Regions from separate parts of the Sus scrofa genome. Here regions 2 and 3 are each linked to region 1. A link is a contact called in public Hi-C and HiChIP or PLAC-seq data. All regions are on one chromosome and are shown on one strand. The core of a region is the stretch at or near the end of the contact, and the rest is flanking DNA. Distances in the headings are between cores, read along the strand shown. Region 1 holds the start of TIMM10B (mitochondrial import inner membrane translocase subunit Tim10 B). Region 2 holds the start of TPP1 (tripeptidyl-peptidase 1). Region 3 holds the start of SMPD1 (sphingomyelin phosphodiesterase).

Evidence for each region. A called contact is a pair of places that touch in the nucleus more often than the background predicts. HiChIP or PLAC-seq counts read pairs in DNA pulled down with a chosen protein or histone mark.
Region 2: a Hi-C map of alveolar macrophages shows a contact between it and region 1, with 1.7 times the contacts expected there. The contact joins the promoter of TPP1 here to the promoter of TIMM10B in region 1. A contact is called at or near these places in 9 of 47 Hi-C or Micro-C datasets (alveolar macrophages, blood, heart right ventricle and 4 more) and 1 of 2 datasets of contacts at active chromatin or transcription factors (alveolar macrophages).
Region 3: an H3K27ac HiChIP or PLAC-seq map of alveolar macrophages shows a contact between it and region 1. The contact joins the promoter of SMPD1 here to the promoter of TIMM10B in region 1. A contact is called at or near these places in 1 of 5 promoter capture datasets (liver), 12 of 47 Hi-C or Micro-C datasets (embryonic fibroblasts, fetal heart ventricle, heart right ventricle and 5 more) and 2 of 2 datasets of contacts at active chromatin or transcription factors (alveolar macrophages and skeletal muscle).

Annotation. Positions count from the first base shown.
Region 1 is chr9:3,248,443-3,251,470 of Sscrofa11.1, forward strand. It overlaps TIMM10B (mitochondrial import inner membrane translocase subunit Tim10 B), which reads right to left and starts at 1,533. Exons shown (of 3, transcript XM_003357135.4): 1 at 1,388-1,533; 2 at 1,091-1,186; 3 at 32-894. The coding sequence starts at 1,426. The coding sequence ends at 718. It overlaps ARFIP2 (arfaptin-2), which reads left to right and starts at 1,569. Exons shown (of 8, transcript XM_003357136.4): 1 at 1,569-1,723; 2 at 2,512-2,652; 3 at 2,908-3,004. The coding sequence starts at 2,554.
Region 2 is chr9:3,134,118-3,137,145 of Sscrofa11.1, forward strand. It overlaps TPP1 (tripeptidyl-peptidase 1), which reads left to right and starts at 1,463. Exons shown (of 12, transcript XM_013989454.2): 1 at 1,463-1,570; 2 at 1,667-1,738. DCHS1 (protocadherin-16) reads left to right here. Exons shown (of 23, transcript XM_021062333.1): 23 at 1-708. The coding sequence ends at 248.
Region 3 is chr9:3,326,995-3,330,022 of Sscrofa11.1, forward strand. It overlaps SMPD1 (sphingomyelin phosphodiesterase), which reads right to left and starts at 1,499. Exons shown (of 6, transcript XM_021062347.1): 1 at 1,042-1,499; 2 at 1-111. The coding sequence starts at 1,341.

The sequences.
Region 1 (3,028 bases), core at 283-2,782:
CGTAACATCCAAAAGCTTTTCCTTTCTTCTGTTTTTTTTTTTTTTTTTTTTTTTTTTTTGTCCCCTTAGCCACCACCCTCTACTTCTGTGGTTTTCTCTCCCTTGAGTCTGACTATAGTGCAGAACATGGCTCCCCAAGTTTTCCCCTGACTGCTCCTGAAGACGAGCACACAGACCTCCTCGGTTTAAAGGATTTACTGCTCAATTTCTGGGAGTATTAAGAAAGTAACAACTTGGGGGAGTGGTTAACGTTCTAGAACACCCAGAAGTCCTATAGGTTTCATCTGTCTGGGGCTACTGACTTTCGAAGAGGTAGTGCCTAAAAGCCCTGTGGTTTCTTAATCCATGGTCCTTAATATCTCTAAGCGAACCATTTAAGTCAGACAGATTTAAGGACAGAGTTCCCATTTTCTCTGCCGTCTGGGCACGAACCAGCGTCTTGTTGCCAATTTTAAAGCTGTACCCACAGACCTTCCTTTAACCAGGTGCCTGGGAATGCTGAGGTTTTCCTTCCACACACAGAAGGCAACTTCTCCCTGCCCAGAATATCAACCGCACAGATTACAGCAGGTTTATTAGCTCCAGGAAAAGGAGCAACAGTACCTAGCTCTCAGGCAACTCCTCATTCTCTACATACAGGCTCCATCTTGCCCAAGGTCCACTGCTCCTTCAACGTGAGGGTCCATCCAGTGCCTCCCTTCTCAGCGTTGAGGACAGCTAGCTGCCAGATGGCGAGGCTTCTGGCTGTTCAGCAGCAACACCTGGCACAGCTGAGGCAGCCTCGTAGTCAGCGATGCGGCGCTGTACCAGGGCAGGCATGAGCTGCACGTAAGCGGCCATGAGGCGGTGGTTGGAATGGATCAGCTTCCCGGCACAGCTGTGCAGACAGGCCTCCTGGAAGGAAGACAGGGTGGAAGTAGAAGCCAAAGGTGTCCAGTCAGGTCCGTTTCCCTCCTTCCCATCCCCAGCCTCAGGGCGGAGGTCGTGGGAAGCCAGGGCCGGACGTAGGGGAATTGACGGGAGAGGGAAGCAGTGCACGGTTAGCTCTGAGGCTCGAGGAGCACTTCCCTACTCAGTTCCCCCACCTAACCTCCTCGGCATCCAGAGCTCGGTGATGCAGGCTGGGCACGCAGCGCTGGAAGCAGAGTTCCGTCATCCGATTGTAGACCAACAGGAAGTCCCGCAACTGGGGAGGAAGGGGGACAAGGAACTCAGCGAAGAGGGGGCCACGTCTCAACTCAAGGCCGCGCTGCCGGCGCTTTCCCAGGACCGTGTACCACGGCCCGTGGTTCCCAGCCCTTGGATGCCTGGCTCTCTGGGGTTTCCGCCATGCGAACAGGGATGCTAGCTGGATGCAGGGCCCTTAAGCGACTTAGCTCCCACTCACGTTTCTCAGCTGCTGCTGCTGCTGCTGTTGCTGTTCCATCACGCCGCCGGCGCACAACCTACGTCACTTCCGTTACAGCTTCTAGGGAACGCCCCGGAAGTGACCTCAATGGCTCCCCAGGGGCAGAGGGGTTGGCTCAAGGAGCGCCCGCCCACCTCCCCGCGACGTCACTTCCGCCCTCATAATCGGCTACGTGGCCGGCTTCTTCTGCCCGGGAGAGGACGTCACTTCCGCCGAGTCCCTGACCTGCTGCTAGGATCGCGACGGGAACTGGATCCCGAGATCCCCGCGCGGCCCGGGCCTGGCGCCCTGAGGGGAAGAGCGGCCCGGCCCGAGGTGAGAGGGACGTGCATGGGCGAGGGCAAGGTGAACGCACGAACCTGACCTGAGGGCAAGATGCTTCTGAGCCCTGGGAAAGGATGAGGACACACCTGACGCCCAGGTGTATGGGGGGAGGGCGGAGACTCACACACCTGGGGAGACCTAACTGACTTTGGAAGGGATCACCTCCCTATGTCCTGGGGCAAAGGGACTTTTCCCCGGGGTCGGGAACTTACACCAACTGATTCAACTAAGGCCTGGGGCGGGGGTGGGGGCAGGAAGAGGGGGTGCATGGGATGGAGGAGGGGGAGACCACCTGCAGGAAAGAGGAGGAGACATTAGAGGAGTGTGAAAGGCCAAACAATGGCGAACATACCTGAACGGGGATAGGCACCTGAGCGCTGGGAAAGGGATTGTCTCCTGATGAGGAGGAATACCTGCGTGGGGATAAGCTGCTTGAGAGCACAGGCTTTCTCTCCATTGCCTCAAATAGTGCGTGGCATGTAGTAGGCACTCATTAAATGTCTGTGGAAGGACTGAATGCATGAATGATCCCTGGACTGCTGGGGGGGTGGGGGTGGGGGGGTCATGAGAACATGACCTCTGGTCAGGCACACCTGAGGCCTGGGTGCCTGTGTGTAAAACTTTGCACCTTGGAAGGGAGAAAGACAAAGCCCCGAGGGAAGAGTGGTGGGCAGACCCCACCACACTGAAGCCCCGGGACGGCCTCTGCAAGGGCAGGGGAGACCTTCCTCTTCGGAGAACTGGCCCGTTTCCAGAACTGTCTGTGTTGGGCTTTGCAGGGCGCTGGGGTGGAGACTTTGACTCCAGTCCCTTCGCTCGCCATGACGGACGGGATCCTAGGGAAGGCAGCCACAATGGAGATCCCCATCCACGGGAATGGTGACGCGGGGCAGCTTCCTGAGGATGATGGGCTGGAGCAGGTGCTTCTGTTTGATTCTTCACATTGTTTCAGTTGAGGAATCCCAACTCTTAAACCCTGAGCTCTCTCCTTCTTCCAGTAGCCTTCCCCCAACTCACCTGATTTCCTTCAGTCTTTTTACCAATCTTTGTTCTGATTCTGTGCAGACTTCCCTTGTGTGCTCTCTCTATGATGCTTCAATCCAAGCTTGTTTTCACCCCCAAAATGCTTCAGCTGCCCATATGTTCCTGAAGCCCCCCTCTTCTCTGGCCTATAGGACCTCCAGCAGGTGATGGTGTCAGGACCCAACCTCAATGAAACCAGCATTGTGTCTGGTGGCTATGGGGGCTCTGGTGATGGACTCATCCCCACAGGTATGAATGATCAGAGCAGGATAG
Region 2 (3,028 bases), core at 213-2,712, 110 kb before region 1:
CCCCCAAGCCAGCCAGCACGGCTGCAGCCCGGGCCATCTTCCCTCCAGCCTCTCACCGCTCCCCCATCAGCCATGAAGGTTCCCTGTCCTCAGCTGCCATGTCCCCCAGCTTCTCACCTTCCCTGTCTCCTCTGGCTGCTCGCTCACCCGTGGTCTCACCGTTTGGGGTGGCCCAGGGCCCCTCAGCCTCAGCACTCAGTGCAGAGTCCGGCCTGGAGCCACCCGACGACACGGAGCTGCACATCTAGCTGTGGCCCGGGCTGGGCCCCGACCTGGGATGCTCACTGCGTCCCCAACGCAGGCCCCGTCTGAGCCTGCCCCGGGCAGCCTCGGACCACGATTGGCCACGGGGGCGGGGGGCCTGCCCCCGTCCCTGAGTCCTCCACTGGGGCAGGTCTCCCATCTCACCACAGCCCTGGCAGAGCACCAGTACCACGAGGCCCTGCCGGGCACTGCCCTGTGGCCAGGTCCAGCGTGGGGAGATAGATGAAGAGGCGGCAGGCTCGGTTTCTCCTCACCGAGGGCTTCTTGCCCTGTGTCAGCACCCTGAGATGGAGCCGAGACTTTATTTATTGGGGGGTAGGGGGGATGGGGGCGGTCCCTCCAACCTTTGGGGCCCAGCTCCTTTGGGTTCCGCTGACACCCCTGCCCCTGCCCAGAACCAAGTGCCAATTCTCACTCTGGAGCCTTAATAAACTGCAGTTTGTATCCCGTGTCCAGCTCTGTTCTTTGGGAGCTTAGGGACAGGAAGGCACCCTGGCACATGGGGGACGCCTCAGGAGGCACGGAGGGTGGGACACAGAGGTGTTGGGCGGGGGGGGGGGGGGCGCCACAGGGAGCCCGGGCTTAGCCCAAGGCTGACTGGCACTTCTCTGTGCACTGACCTTCCCCTCTAAGGTGGGCAGGAGGCCCAGAGAGGGCGGACGGAGGAGCTTGCTTGTGGCAGTGACCTAGAGAGGGACTGGCTGGGTGGGGAGAGGTTTTGGAGATGACCACTCTCGGCCTGAGGGTCTTTAAGGAGGTGGGGCATGGATACAAGAGCAGCCAAGTGGTGGATCCGTTTTTCTTGGGGCCACAAACGGGCACGTGTGATAAGAGCTCACATTTGTGGAGCCTTTGCCAGGGGAGGCTCTCTGCTTTCTCTCTGCCCGTTGGCACTGCAGCCCTCTAGGCAGAGCCCCTTTAACCTAATCGGCTCCATGTTCTACCCAAAGAGACCTGGGCTCCTAGAGGTGACTCTCCTGATGCCACGTGGCCATGAGACCCCGGGTCTGCAGTTCCACCAGCCTCCAGGGGCTCTGCCCTGCAGAGCTCCCTGGCCTGCGGGGAGTCCTGGATTGTGGCAGCAGGTGGGGGGGGAGCCCGAGTTTACAGCGATTGACAGACCACAAGGGAGCATCCGAGTGGCTGTGTCCCCAGCATTCAGCACCGCCCATTCGAGGGAGGAGCCAGCACCGTCACTAGTTTCTAGGCAGAGAGGGAGGTGGTGGTGGTGGAGGCGGGACAGGCCTCACGTGATCTGTCATATGACAGCAGATCTGCAGAAAGGCCGGATGGGACCCCGAGCCTGGTGAGAAACTGGGGGCCCCGGAGAAGGGAACCACGTTGGGGGTGGGACTGCCATGGTGGCACGGCTCCTGCTGAAACCCACGTGCCGCCCCTGCAGCCTCCTTGGGCTCCTCGCCCTCTCTGTCGCCGGCCAGTGCAGTTACAGCCCGGAGCCTGACCAGCAGCGGACGTGAGTTGACTTAGCGCCGACCGCCCCCTCCCCGTGGCCTGTCCTGCACCCACTGTCCTGGTTCCAGCCTCCCTCACCCCTTCCCCGCCCCTGGTACCCGCTCCTCAGCCCAGGTTCCCAGCCTCAGTTCCTGGTCACCCACCTGCTGTGATCCGAAGCTGCTTCTGGAACCCTCCCCAAGGGCTAGACCCAATGCCGAACCCTCCACAACAAATCTTTGCCATCCCCGCCCTAACAAAGGCCCCTGACCCTGCAGGCTGCCCCCAGGCTGGGTGTCCCTGGGCCGTGCGGACCCTGAGGAAGAGCTGAGTCTCACCTTTGCCCTGAGACAGCAGAACGTGGACAGACTGTCTGAGCTGGTGCAGGCTGTGTCGGACCCTGGCTCTCCTCGCTACGGTGCCTGTCAGGACGGGGCGGGGGTGGGGGCAGGAGGGAGCCACGTGGGATGCCAGTGGAGGGTCTGGGCTGGGCTGAGCATGGATGGTACAGGTCGGGTCACAGACATGCTCTCGGTGCCTGTCTGAGGGGCTGATACAGGGCAGACGAATGGCAGTGGCCATCACTGAAGAGGTTCCAAATAGAAAAGTGAATTGGAGGGAGTTCCTGTCATGACTCAGTGGAAACAAATCTGACTGGGATCTATGAGGATGCAGGTTTGATCCCTGGCCTCGCTCAGTGGGTTAAGGATCCGGTGTTGCCGTGAGCTGTGGTGTAGGTCGCAGACGAGGCTCGGATCTGGCGTTGCTGTGGCTGTGGTGTAGGCCGGTGGCTACAGCTCTGATTCGCCCCCTAGCCTGGGAACCTCCATAGGCCGCAGGTGTGGCCCTAAAAAGAAAAAAAAAAAAAGACAAAAAAAAAAAGGCAAATAAGCAAATAAACAAAAAATGGAAAATGAATGTGGTTAAGAGTACAGGCTTGGTCATCAGATCTGGTTTCAAATTCTGATTCTGCTATTTAACGGCTGCCCGACAAATGGCCAAGTAGCATCCGGTACAGACGGGAGCCTCATGACCTCAAATTCCCCTCCCTGCTCCTCACACTCACTCCCATTCACTCCTCCATCCGACCCCAAGGCTTCGGCTCCAACTCCGAAACTCCCACTTCTCACCATTCCTTGACGATCCGTAGTTTGCTCCAGTGGTCAAGCTGGATCGTGTGCCTCCCCTGTTGCAAGCCCTTCGTGGTGGGGGAAGGGGCGTGTGTGTGCGCGGGGCAGTCTCAGACTCACCCAGCAGGTGTGTGCGTGGCTCCAGGCAGGACAGCAGTGACTCACCATCAAGTTAGGCTAAA
Region 3 (3,028 bases), core at 249-2,748, 79 kb after region 1:
GTCGTCCTCAAAGAGCCGGACGACGGACTGGCACACGGCGGGCGGCGCGATTTTCAGCAGCTTGCACACCTTGATGGCTACGGAGCCCACCCAGGCCACACTGACCTCTTCCTGGGAGGGAAGAACCGGGGGTGAGCGGTCAGAGACAGCCCGGGGACCTGGCCGCCCCTCGATTCCACCCTGGGGCCCCCTCCTCCAAACTGGGGCTAGGATGGATTCGGTATCACCATGGTGAAGCAGACCTTGCCCTGTGACTCGGGCATCACCAGGCCAGTGGCATTTTAGCTCGGTGGCATTTCAGGTCTTTTCCTGCCCGCTGGCTTTCTCAGTCCCTGTCTCAAGTGCCATGAAATTTGGGGTGGGCAGGATGACGACTGTCCAGAGCTTGGGGACACACACAGGGACAGGGCCTTGTCTCCCTGAGGAGCCCCAGAAAGCTGACCTACCAACCAGCGCTCATCACAGCCCCATCAGGGTCAAGGCAGCCCAGCCCCATCAGGTCCCACACCTCTGGATCGTCCTTAATTCAAGTCCTTTTTGAGTCGGAGGGTCTTGGTGGCACCTTAGTCCCAGGCACCTTGCTTAGGGCTGCAGGTGCTAAAGCTAAGGTGGAGGGCACTGGGTCAGGCACACCAGGGTCAGAGCCCTGGCCCTACCCCTCACCAGCTGCTGGCCCTCCTCCTGGTCCTTCCTCCAGCAAGTGACTTCAGCTCAGGACCTCTATTCATTTGTGAAATGGGGTGAAGAATGGTAAGGAAACCAGCCTGCAGGCTTGATTTAACCTCCATAAAAGGGCTAGCACCGTGCCCAGCCTGAACTCTTTCCTCACTTCACAAGGTCACAGAGGAGGTGGCAGTGGTGGCTTGCAGCCACGGGTGTCCCCAGAGGAGGGCAGATTAGGTAAAGGTTTGCGGACCACAGCCTCTCCATCGCGGTTGCTCTTAGGCTAGGTCTTAGCCCAGCCCCCGCTCCAGCGCGCCCCTCCATCCGGCGCCCCGCCCCGCGCCCCCCTCCCCTGCCGGCAGCCCCCAGAGCGCTTACCTTTAGCCCGAGGTCGAGGGCAGTGAACAGGCCTTTGCAGACGGGACAGCTGAGGTTCCACCAGCCAAAGGCTTTCCGGAGCTGGGGCGCTATGCGACTGAACTTGGCGGGGTGGCCTTGGGCGGGAAGAGGATGAGCCCCAGCAGGAGCCCAGAAAACCAGGGGGTCAGACAGGGCCAGGGTCAGTGCCAAGCCCATACTCAGGAGCCTTAGGCTGGGGACCCGCAAGAAGCTGTCCAGTCTCTGCTCCCAGCCCCACCTGGGGCGGCCCTGGCCGGGAGGCCCTCGGTGGCGGGGCATTGCCGGGCTTCCTAGACCCGACGAACCAGCCCGGCCCCGGCCGGTGCGGGCCCTGGTTGGCTCTCCGGATCCCAGGCGGCGCGGTCGGCTGACTGCTCGGAGCTGAGCCACAACGCCGCTCCGCCCCTTCCTCTTCCTCCGTCCGCAGCAGCTGATCGCGGTGTCGGGGAGGCGGAGGTGGAGGCGAAGTGGGCCGGCCGCGCCCGACCCGCCCGGACCCCGCCCGCGGTCCCGCTCCCGCCCTCGCCCTGACCCCGGGCGGTCCAGCTGTGCCAGGCCCCGGCAGGTGCCCAGCCCTGGCTGGAGCCCAGCCTGGCCGGCGAGAGGCCCCTCCAAGGCCCCTAGGCGCCTCGCTTCTCCAGAGCTGCGTTCTTCGGATCCCTCTGATAGCTGACTGCCAGGCCCACCCGGCTTTAAACTTTGGGAGGGAGATGGGTGGGGGATGGAGGCGGGGGAGGGGCTGGGTGGCGGGGGCACCGCGGGCAGGGACTCTCACACCTTGTCGGCCCTCTGTCCTGGCGGGCACCACCAGCCCTCAATTTCTCTAGTTCTGCCACTGGTACCCGCACCCTGACTGATGATCTTACTGACTCAGAGCCTCCAGTTAGAAAGGACCCTTTATTCGCAGGGGGGCACCCCTACCCCTCATTGTGTGGATGAGAAAACTGAGGCCCAGAGGAGATGAAGTGGCCAAGAAGAGGTGTGGACCCTGCAGCCAGCAAGGACGAGGATTACAACTTGGGCCTCCCACCCTCCCGCAGCCATGCCGGTAAAAGCTATTATTTCCCGAGCTCTGCAGGAGGTGACAGGCTCGGGAACAGGCATTTTATAATTATGAATCCTCCGTTCTAACAATACTAAGACGTGTGTAATACCATTCTCACCTCCATTCTCCGGTCCTGTCGGTTCTTTTCGTTGAGAATTTTTTTTCCAAGTGACTCTTCCCCCTCCGTTGTGTGGGCATCGTTTCAGATGGAGTACCAGGGTATCATAGGAAAGGCATTTGGTTTGGTCGCCAGTTCCTGGCACAGGACTCCTAAAACCCTTTGGATTTCCTGAGTGAGAGCAGTGTCTGGTTATAGAGAGCGCTTCCAATCACACCTGAATTTATGCTAATAAGGTAACTTAGGGTGGGGGCCCCTAAAGGACCTCAGGATGGGGCTGGTCACCGGGAAAGAACTCGTGAGCAGCCCTGGAGGCTGCATGAGGCCTCTTTCCTACAAATAAGAAATGAGGGGCCCAGGAAGGCTTTGGTGCCCAGGAGCCCCCAGGGCCCTGCCCTTGGTTTCATTCCTGGGCTGTACCTTTTGCACCATCCAGGATGTGTAAGTGAAAGGTGTTTTCCTGAGTTCTGGGAGCTTTTCTAGCAAATTATCAAACCCGAGTAGAGGATCATAGCCCTAGAGCTTAAGTATGGGTGGCAACCTGGGGCTTGTTTTGTTTTGTTTTGTGTTTGTCTTTGTAGGGCCACACCCACGGCATATGGAGGTTCCCAGGCTAAGGGCCTCTTCAGAGCTACAGGTGCCCGCTACGCCACAGCCACAGCAATGCAAGATTCTGGCCACATCTGCAAACTATGGCACAGTTCACGGCAACGCTGGATCCTTAACCCACTGATCGAGGCCAGGGATCAAATCTGCAACCTCATGGTTCCTAGTCAGATTCATTTCCGTGCCCCACAATGGGA